Linked DNA regions of Hordeum vulgare: region 1 is linked to region 2. A link is a contact called in public Hi-C data. All regions are on one chromosome and are shown on one strand. The core of a region is the stretch at or near the end of the contact, and the rest is flanking DNA. Distances in the headings are between cores, read along the strand shown.

Region 1 (4,800 bases), core at 1,584-4,083, 120 kb after region 2:
GCCCAACACCTTCAGCAACATACCCATGCTCCCACCTTTCGCAAATAAAGGTAATGGCATTTAGTATTGGAAAACTCATAGTATGCTCACAAACCACACATACCAATTTGAATACAAACTTGATATAAGTCAATGTTGAATTAATATGACTTTTGCAAGATGCAAAATAACCGCTACAATTTCAGAATTAGTCTGTAGCACAATATGAGCATGTAATAAAAGTAAACAGAATATAGTCCATGGCATATGCAACAAACGCTTACACGAAGTGAAGCAGAAGGTTGTACAACACTGCAACATGACTAGGCCAACATCCCAACCAAACGTAGTAGTCCTAATATTTGCAGAAGACATGGCCTCTATTTTCATTTTTAGATGCAAACCTATTGCAGTGAGTCACAATATGTCAGTAATTAAAAATTCAAGCACGTGAGTACAACTTGACCGCAACATGCCAAATATGTTCTTAAATGCAGAAGAGTTCACATCCAAATACACTAAAACTTGTATCTGAACACTGACACCATGATTGTAAGCATGAAGAGAAGAAAAATTAGATTGAGTGCGAAGCTTACTATTCCTTGGCTGCAGACCGCTGCCCCATGAGGTGAGCAGAACGACAAGGGAAGCGCGGAGAACGGCGGGGAAGCAACGTCGTGGCAAATTCTTTCCTTCTCTTGTGGTTGGTGGAGGAAGACTCCACCGGCTCTTCGATCAATGCCACCATCACAAACGGCACCTTGTAGCTTCTCTGTGGTTCTTCATCGTCCGCATGCTCGATCTTGGATCGATAATGCCACCACCTCCGCCTCACGCGCAATCGGTGAATCCGCCTGCTCCATGGAACAGAGGATGAGCTCTGTGTGCAGCCGCGCGACTCCCGTGGGTGGATGGACTTTCTCTCACTCGGATTCAAACGTGTTCTCATCAAGTGCACGGTCGCTGCTAACTGCTGCTTGTTGTCAAACCAAGAACCAATCTTCCTCGGGCTTGCTAACTTTACCTCATCGATGTCGGAGATCTTCACGTACTCGTCTTCCATTGTGATTGTGGATGTCTGACAATGGAAGAGGAGAGGAGGGGAAATGGAAGAGGAGAGTGCGGAGAGGGCTGCGATGACGGTTCTGGATTGGCGACAGGGCGGCTCGCAAGGAGAGGAATATGAGGGGCGGCGAGAGAAAAAATGATGGACTAATTTACCCTTGACTTAAGAAAAGGGCCCCCACAAATTTCAGTACTGACCTCACCGATATTAGTACTTTCGAGTATTTACGAAGTAGTACTAGCAAGTCTAACTATTTTATCACCGTCAGATCAACGTTGACAAACGAATGATAAAAATGCCAACCATTATAAAGCATGTAATAAAATAAACATATATATTGTCCCATAATTAGATAGTTAAATAATTTCCATTGATTTTTTAACCATTTTCTGTCCAAACAAATGCACGGATGACAGTGCAGATGAACGGCAGCATGCGTTTCTGCATGTGCGTGCCCCTGCAAATATCGAAAATGCTAGACATACAAATAGTTACATAAGGTTACACGTTGATTAGGATTTTTTCTTTCTAACTAACCACTTCCCCTGATTTTCAAGGGAGTGGGGCCCTCATTCCCCTTAATCTCCAATCAAAATTCATCTATATGTAAAACCCATGTAATGTTATGTATGTGTAGCATTGCTGTGCAAATATTCCTTCAAAAGAGACCTCATGACCACGAAAGGTGATATACATGAACTAAAAGGTTCCTAGCCATGCAAAGTACTGTTCAACTATGACAACACGTTTGGTCTTTTTCTTCTTTCCCTTCTGTTATCATGATCGACCAGTCTCGTAATCTGGGTCATTCGGTGTGATCACTTTGAGCAGCAGATCGATGGATTATGTCCAAATGATTTTCCTACTCCGACGCCGGAAAAGGTATAGTTGGTTGATGCTAATCATTTAGGTCGCAGGTTCTCCACGAATCACGATTTGATAGTCACTTGGATCATGTAGCTTACAGGGTAAGCGCGGGAGTTGCTTTGCTTGTCTCGTCCAAGAGCTCAGGAAAGCAATATAGCACACTGGTTTGGTTTGGTTTGCCTTTTTGGGTAAATGCATGGATCTGTATGGAGAATAGGCTACGTGATCTTAGGTTACATCCGTACACTTCACGTTGTAATTCCACTCTAAGTGTGAGAGCTCGGGTTCTGGAAAAGATACTTTTTTTATCTGATAATTTTGGTATATTGAAGTTATAAAATGGTGCTGAAAAGGCAATAGTCTAATGTTGTGGTAGTGCATGCCAAAACAACTGGTACAACCATGCTTAGTTGTTACTACTCCCTCCGTTTCTAAATATAAAACCTTTTAAAGATTGCATTATAAACTACATACGGATGTACATAGACATATTTTAAAGTGTAGATTCACTCATTTTGCTCTGTATGTAGTCTTCTAATGAAATCTCTAAAATGTCTTATATTTTGAAACGGAGGGAGTAGTAGGAAAGCTAGACAGAAAATAATACACACATCTAATTGTACATCATTATGTACATAAAGTCCCTTATTTGATTCCTCTATATGCAATCATGAAGCAGAAGTGCAGCACCGACAGTTGTGTAGAGTACTTCACTCCTTGATTTCAGGCAGGGGCAAACCAGATCAGCCAAAGAGGCCGGATAGAGGGATAAGCAACTAATGATTGGGCCCTTTTTGCTCATTCTTTTTGAGAAAGCAGTGGCACACGAGATGGAGAAACACACTCACACACACACACATACGGAGAGAGAGAGCGCGCCAAACCCAATACACTCATGTGTGAACGCAACGTGTGGGTATGGAGCACTAGGCCACTAGCTGTGCCGCGTCGTTTTCAAGTGCTGTTGTGCTTCTCTAGAGGCCAGGTGGTGCTACTGCTGAGGTGGATCTTGTGTAAGCGTGCCATCATCCTTTTTTTCACTTAGTTCTTTTCAGTACTGAGGTAATTAGACATTAAGCTGTACTCATCTGCCGTGGTTATGGATTAACACCCTCTCCCCCCTCTCGGGCGACTCGGGGTGATCACCTTCCCGCCGTCGGCGTAACCACATCCTCTTCCTCCCTCCCTCGCTGCCGCATGAGGTTGGCGTCGGGCAAGCCCATGGCGCAGCCGGGGACTGCGACGGTGGGGCCCTTGCTGCTCTGCCTTGCACTAGAGAGCGATTGGATCTGGGATGGCGGCCCTTCCGGCCAGGCCCCTCCATGTTGTGGCGAGCGATGGGGTTGTTGTGGTGCCGGTGGTCTGGTCGGACGATCGATGGATCTTCCATGGACCAGTGCCTGGCGTGGATGCTCTGGCGGCCGGCGGCGCGTGATCTAGCCGCGGCCTCGGACCCTGATAATTGTGTTTCTCTCCTGCGGGTTCCTGACGGTGCCGACGTGGCTTGCCGGGCCCTTGGATGGTGGTCGTGTATGAAGTTGGTGGAGGAGATCTAGATTGAGGGAAACCGCTTGGTCGGCCCTGGCCGGCCGCACCGACGACGACGACACTCAAAGGCGTCGTTCTTCTTGGAGACGTCGGTCTACATCTACTCCTCCACTTCCCCCACCCTGACTCTCGGGTGAAAACCCAAACTCCGGTGGGCGGCGGTGGCGTCCTTGATATCATGACCTTCCTGAAGGCGTCCTCTTGAGGGCAGAGTGGTCGTGGGCATTGCGTACCTCCTTGACGGTTGTTGGTGGTGGGAACAACTTCGAGGGAAAACCCTGAGATCTGGTTTTCCAGATCGGATGATGGCGGTACCACGGTGTTGTTTCTCTCTTGGGAGCGTCGTTTGTGGAGCATCACTGGATGACATCGGCAGGATGTGGAACGTCTTTGTCTTGCACGGAGCTTTGACCGAGCTGTCAAGTCATGCCTGGCCGATAGGTGCTACATTAAGTCATGTCTAGTTGACACGTGCTACGCATGATAGTTCTTCCAAAGTCTTCACGTCCAGACGGATTAGCACAGGGCAGTGGCGCCGTTTAACGCCGTGGTGGCGTCGGCGGATGTCCAGACTAGCAAGGAAGATGTGGATCTCTCTCCTGAAAATGGATCAGTCGTCCGATGATGATGGGTGCTTCTAAACGTGTGCATGTGATGTGCGTTATAAGTCTGCTACACCGGCTGTTGGTCCCGATATGTTATGTGGATGGATTGGCGACGACACCAGTTTTAGATGTGGAGAGTGAGAGCACTCCAAGTTATTGAGTTTGTAGGTGTGTGAGTGATAACTTCGGGTGGATTGATATATATTCTTGTCAGACCTTTATGGAATAATTAATAAAGATGACTACATGCATCAATTGATGCAGAGACTCGGGTTTAACCTCCTTTTTCCAAAAAAAGTACACATGTAATTTCGAATGTTTATTAGGTAGGAAAACTTGGATATTTGATAGTACTAATGGTGCAAAAACAAAGAGTTTAAACCATGGTAAATTTTGAAGGAAGGACTCATATTGCAAGTAATAACATGCCATCGCGTCCGTACACAAACGAGTAAATAAAGGGATTGGAGTGGAAGTTAGAATTTCTTTGCAATTATAGGACATCAATAGTAATATATAATTTTTTCGATAATCGTTCCTTGATTTCCTACAGAAAGACACATGAGAATGACCTTACGTGAACTTACTCTTTCGCTCGCAGGATTCAACTACCATAACTAGATATAACCTTCATGAGTAAAACAGTTTAGGACCTGCTTGAATTCAGTTGGTGAGTTTTGATCCTTGATGTATTTAAAACTAAGTGGTTGCACTCAACGAATAGAGGCGGTTTTT
Region 2 (4,886 bases), core at 2,099-4,598:
TTGGAAGTTCTCAGGTACTCCGGGCCAAACACTTGCACAATTCCGACTCCGAAGCGCTTGGCACACATGATGGCTTGACTCTCACCCATGGCCAAGTGATCATCAACTAGATCAGCGGGAATACCGTATGCCAACATACACAAAGCGGCTGTCACCTTCTGAAAGGTGCTATGCCCGAGCTCTCCGGCGGCATACCTACTCTGCTGAAAAAACCAGTCGTGGCTCGCTAGTTTCTCGGCAATGTGCCTGAACAACTCGGTGTTCATCCTAAACCGGCGACGCAAGTACGACTCGAGGTATGTGGGATTCTTCACAAAATAGTGCCTCATCAATCTGTTGTGGGCATCAATCCCATCCCTCCAAATTTCTGCCGACCCATAACCGAACCACTGTGCTTCGGTTTTTTTATTGATGTGCATAGCTAGGATCATTGCAAGATCCTCTTCCTCTTCCATATCAAATTTTTCTTGGGAAGAATCATATGACGAACTCATCTAAAATGTTCAAAACTAGGCTATAAACAACATCCACCAAATTTCATGTAAAAATGTGAAGTTGGAAGCAATACATACCTTGCGGGCCTTTTGTCGAACACCTTGCAAGCGCCAAGCGGCAGTGGGCGGCCGGACGTTGTTCGTCGGAGGACTGCCACGCGCGACGGGCGGCGCTGACTAGAGAGAGACGGAGCAAGCTGCAGCCACGCGTGTAGAGACCGAGGAAGCGCCGGAACGGTCGCCGAAAAAATGGGGTGGCGCTAGCGGCGACGGCGACGCGGCTGGTTGGGTAGGTGGAGTTTCGCGTGAGCGCTCGAGAGTCCAGCGCGCGGGAGCGAGCGCTTCTTTTAATCGCCATCGCGCACACACAACTTTATATGCCGCGCGCGCGGTTATTGCGCGCCCGCTGGAGACACTCTGTCGATTGCGCGCACGCTAAAATGGGTAAATTTGCGGCGCGGCTGTTGGATATGCTCTAAACGTCCGCGGACGCGTCCGGTCGGACGTGTTCTCTATTTGTCTGTCCACACACTCACACTCCTCATTTTTTTCCTCATACGTCCGATCATTTGCACGTGATTGATGTAGAGAAAGAGAAAAAAAAATAAAATAAAGAAAAAAAGTGATCCAGGGTGAGGTCGCGTCCTATGTGACGGACTGACCGGACGCGCCCGGACGCGTCCGCGAGCCCTCACATTCTCTCCATATTTGTGATGGATATGAGGGTTCACGGACAGCCCCTACCTATAGGAATGATGAGGGACCGGTTGGGTTATTATTTTCCTTTTTTTGTCCGGTCACGTACGAATAATCATTTGAGGCGTCCGACTGTAGATGCTTTAAGGTAGGCAAAGAAGAAGACTATGACACCTTAAGCAATCTGACTCAACTGCAAGGTATCTTTTTGTGCATAGGCTGAAAGAGCACATCCTTTAAAAGCATTTGACCAATGTTTTCGACTATGTGCAGGAACAGGCGAATGAGTTTACCTCCTGCGTGAAGGAAAAGGCTGCCTTTTCCGAAACTTCAATCCTAATTAGCTAAGCTCTAGGTTGACATGATACTGCATGATTTATTGACAAGTATATATGCCCTTCTTCTGAATTATTTCTTTAACTGTTTGTCGATTCTTTTCCATGTAAAGCATTTCACTCCGCCGATGCGAATGTTTGGCTCTTGGGTCGATTATTCCAGCCAAGTGTGATTTTTCGTGAAGAAATGACAACCGTGGTGTTATGGGCAAAAAAGAAATTAATGATATCCGTTGGTTTCGATACGTTATGTGGGCGGATTAACGACGATATTGATTTTAGATATGGGAATAAAAGCACTTCACATTATTGAATATGTAGGTGTAAGTAATTAATGACTTCGAGTGGATTGATGTATGCTTTTGCCAATTTTTATAAAATAATTAATAAAGATGACTGCATGCATCAATTGATGCAGAGACAGAGAGTTTAACCTTCTTTAAAAAAAAAGTCAAAAAAAATCAGTGCTCTAAAAAAGCCATTCTAGAAGCATTTTGGAGGCCCTTTTCTTCACATAGAACAACCACCATGCATGTCATTTTTACGTGAAAATTCACACATGAATAGAACAGTCAATCATGTTTGTTAAACAAATTCAATTTTATTTTTTTGTTATTTTTTTAGATTCTAGTGTTCACACGGGCTCGAGGGATCATTGGTCGGCATCTACGGTGGAGCGGCGTTCCTTGTGACACATCGATGTCGTGGAGTCTCGGCGGCGAGGCGCAACAATGTCTCGGCGACGGATGCGTGATGATGAGCGCGCGTAGGGAGGAGGCGTTGTCTGGCGCCGTGGGTGCATCGACGGCAGGCCTTGCAAGGTCGATGCGTCAGTAACTCTTCTGAAGATGGATTGATGGAAAGCGGCGGCGACGACCTATGAGGGTGCGTTCGACCGGTTTGTGCCCCTGACCCGGTATGTGGCTCGGTCGGGCACTCCGGCTTTAGATGTTAGGCTAGGTGAGAGGTCTGGGTATGTGACTCACACTTCCTGCATCCCTTCATCATTGGATAGAACTAGCGATAGATGTTGTCAAGAGGGCGACTTCAGATATATTGATGTATTGCTTTATAAGATCTTTGTGCATAATTAATAAAATGGCTGCATGCATCTTCGAGATGCAGAAGCCGGGGATCATCCTCCTTTTTTAAAAATAAAATAAAATATAATGTGGAACCATGTCAAAGATAGCATTTTCGTTGACTCTGCGCCCTAAATGAGTTATTTTTCATTGTATGTGTTTTGTGCTAGACTAGATGGGTTGCAAGGCACTAACTAGCCAGTTTGGTACTGAAGTGGATATGTAGCCTTTGCTTCTTCAAGCACACAAGCAGATCACATGACAGAGGATTAACTTACTTTATGATGCTGCAAGCTAAGTGGTAGCTTGCCCTGTTGTATAATTGACCGCATAATATTAATATTGATGACTTGAAGGGACTAATAAATTCCAACAGGTGTGATTTGTTAGTTAGAAAGAGAGCTTAAAACCCTCTGCTTAAAGTCATGATCAGCCCAAGAAACTAAGCCATTTAGGTCTATTTTGTAAAGCAGGATGAGAATCACATCCAGTATGTGCCTTACAACTGTCCTAGACTTCAGCCTGACAGATAGCAACTCTAACTATTACTTAATCATAGAAAAGCAAGACAGCAAGTCCTGATCATCTAGGTCACGACATATGCTTGCACATAAGCAGTTGCTTGCTGGATTTTCTTTTTCAACGGGCGGCAGGATTTTCACTAAAGTGGAATATAGTCCCAAATCATGATTCACGCGTCGCAGGTAGGCACGAGGGGGTCGCTTCTTTGTGGCTGCATGCTTCTTTGTATATTGGATAGAGATTGAAACGGCAACGAGATAGGAAGAATATTTCAGGGGTTTAGCTCCAGAGCAAGGCAAAGAATGAGACTGGCTGGAAAAGAAAGATGGAAAGGCAAACTGAAAAGATAACTGAACTTTCTCACCGTATATCCTACTCTCAATCAGAAGCAATCCCTTTGACCAACCCAATAACTACATGATTGTACGCGCGTACGTTGGCGGCCTGCAGTCCTGCACTGCCCTGGCTAGACTAGACTACCCAGCCTTGGTGTAAAATGTGTGAGAAGACTAGATCAAAAGGCAAGGGGAGAGAACATGAAGCTGGCTGGCACCATGTATGAACACAGGATGAACAAAAGGCAGCCGTAATTTCTTCTTCTTTATTTCCTTTCAGTTATGATGGAGATTGGAGAATAGAGTTTGTACTTCCTGTCATTCAAGGTACTTTTCTTGCAGCACTTGCATTGCTTCAAGTAACATGTAGCATCCTTGTCAAAAAAGGCAGAGTAATGAAGATAACAGGCACGGTCACTTCTAGACTCATATATCTATAGCATCAGGCCAAACCTAAGGGAGAGGCTGATTCGGATCCTAGCCGTTCAACTTGAATCTAATGCTTCAAATAATTCACATGTTATAGCTTAATATTTTGAGGATCTTAGGGCAACTCTAACCGATCCCTTAGAGCATCACCCCATATAATGCCCGACTCGCAAAATAACCGTCAAAATACAGGTCTGTACGAAAAAAAGTTGCCGGATCAGACCCTCCAAACTTGTCGGATCCGTAAATGTTTTTGCGGGACGCGGTAAAAAGCTCCTCCCAATCTGTAAAAACACAGTTTTCGCGTCCGCTTTTACGGTGCCTTGTACCGAGAGGAACCAGTTGGCGGGAGCCCAACTGTCATGGAAACAACTTTCGCATCTGCTGTCTACGTCCAGCGTACGCCGCCCCGGATGTCCCGAACGCCGGCCGCCCGTCCTCGCGGCCACCCTGCTCGTCCTAGCCGGATTTGACGTCGGCGACGGAAGCTAGCTAGCTAGCTCCGGGCTCCTGGATGGATTCCATGAGCGGAGCTAGCTAGCTAGCTCCTGAACGGATTCGTGGACACCAGATATGGATTTGTGGACGGATGAGCTAGCTAGCTAGCTCGCTCCTAGATGGATTCGTGGACGAAGCCTCCGTATTTAGGAACACATTTAGTTGACCATGGACAAGTGCACAGGAAGAAGAAGATGTGGAGAACAAATGTAAGCAAAAAGTTTGATTTACAGTTTAAGTTTAAGGGATCTCTTCCCCCGCAGCTCGAACCGACCCGTAAAGGGGCATCTTCTATGAATATTCTTTTTTACAGGTTCATTTTGTAGGGCCTGACTCTGTCCTCGTCGCGCCGGCCCGTAAAGCCGTTTTTCCGCGAAGTGTAAACGTGTTTTACAGGTCGGCGTTATAAGGGGTCTGCTGGAGATGCTCTATCCCTTAAACCGCGGAACTGAAAACGTGGTTTTTAGTTAGTGAAAAACGTGTTTTAAGGACCGG

What was found. Hi-C and Micro-C count contacts between places; a contact is called where the count stands out from the background.
Region 1: a Hi-C map of leaf shows a contact between it and region 2, with 4 times the contacts expected there. The contact joins two enhancer-like sites. A contact is called at or near these places in 2 of 6 Hi-C or Micro-C datasets (both in leaf).

Annotation. Positions count from the first base shown.
Region 1 is chr7H:211,748,183-211,752,982 of MorexV3_pseudomolecules_assembly, forward strand. No RefSeq gene overlaps it. Among protein-coding and RNA genes, the nearest start is that of LOC123414437, 130 kb to the left of the region's middle. Within about 2 kb of position 2,834, at least 2 of the 3 cell types and tissues checked have open chromatin away from gene starts, as enhancers often do. A contact at or near this core is called in leaf, where this site is marked.
Region 2 is chr7H:211,628,838-211,633,723 of MorexV3_pseudomolecules_assembly, forward strand. No RefSeq gene overlaps it. Among protein-coding and RNA genes, the nearest start is that of LOC123414437, 7.8 kb to the left of the region's middle. Within about 2 kb of position 3,349, at least 1 of the 3 cell types and tissues checked has open chromatin away from gene starts, as enhancers often do. A contact at or near this core is called in leaf, where this site is marked.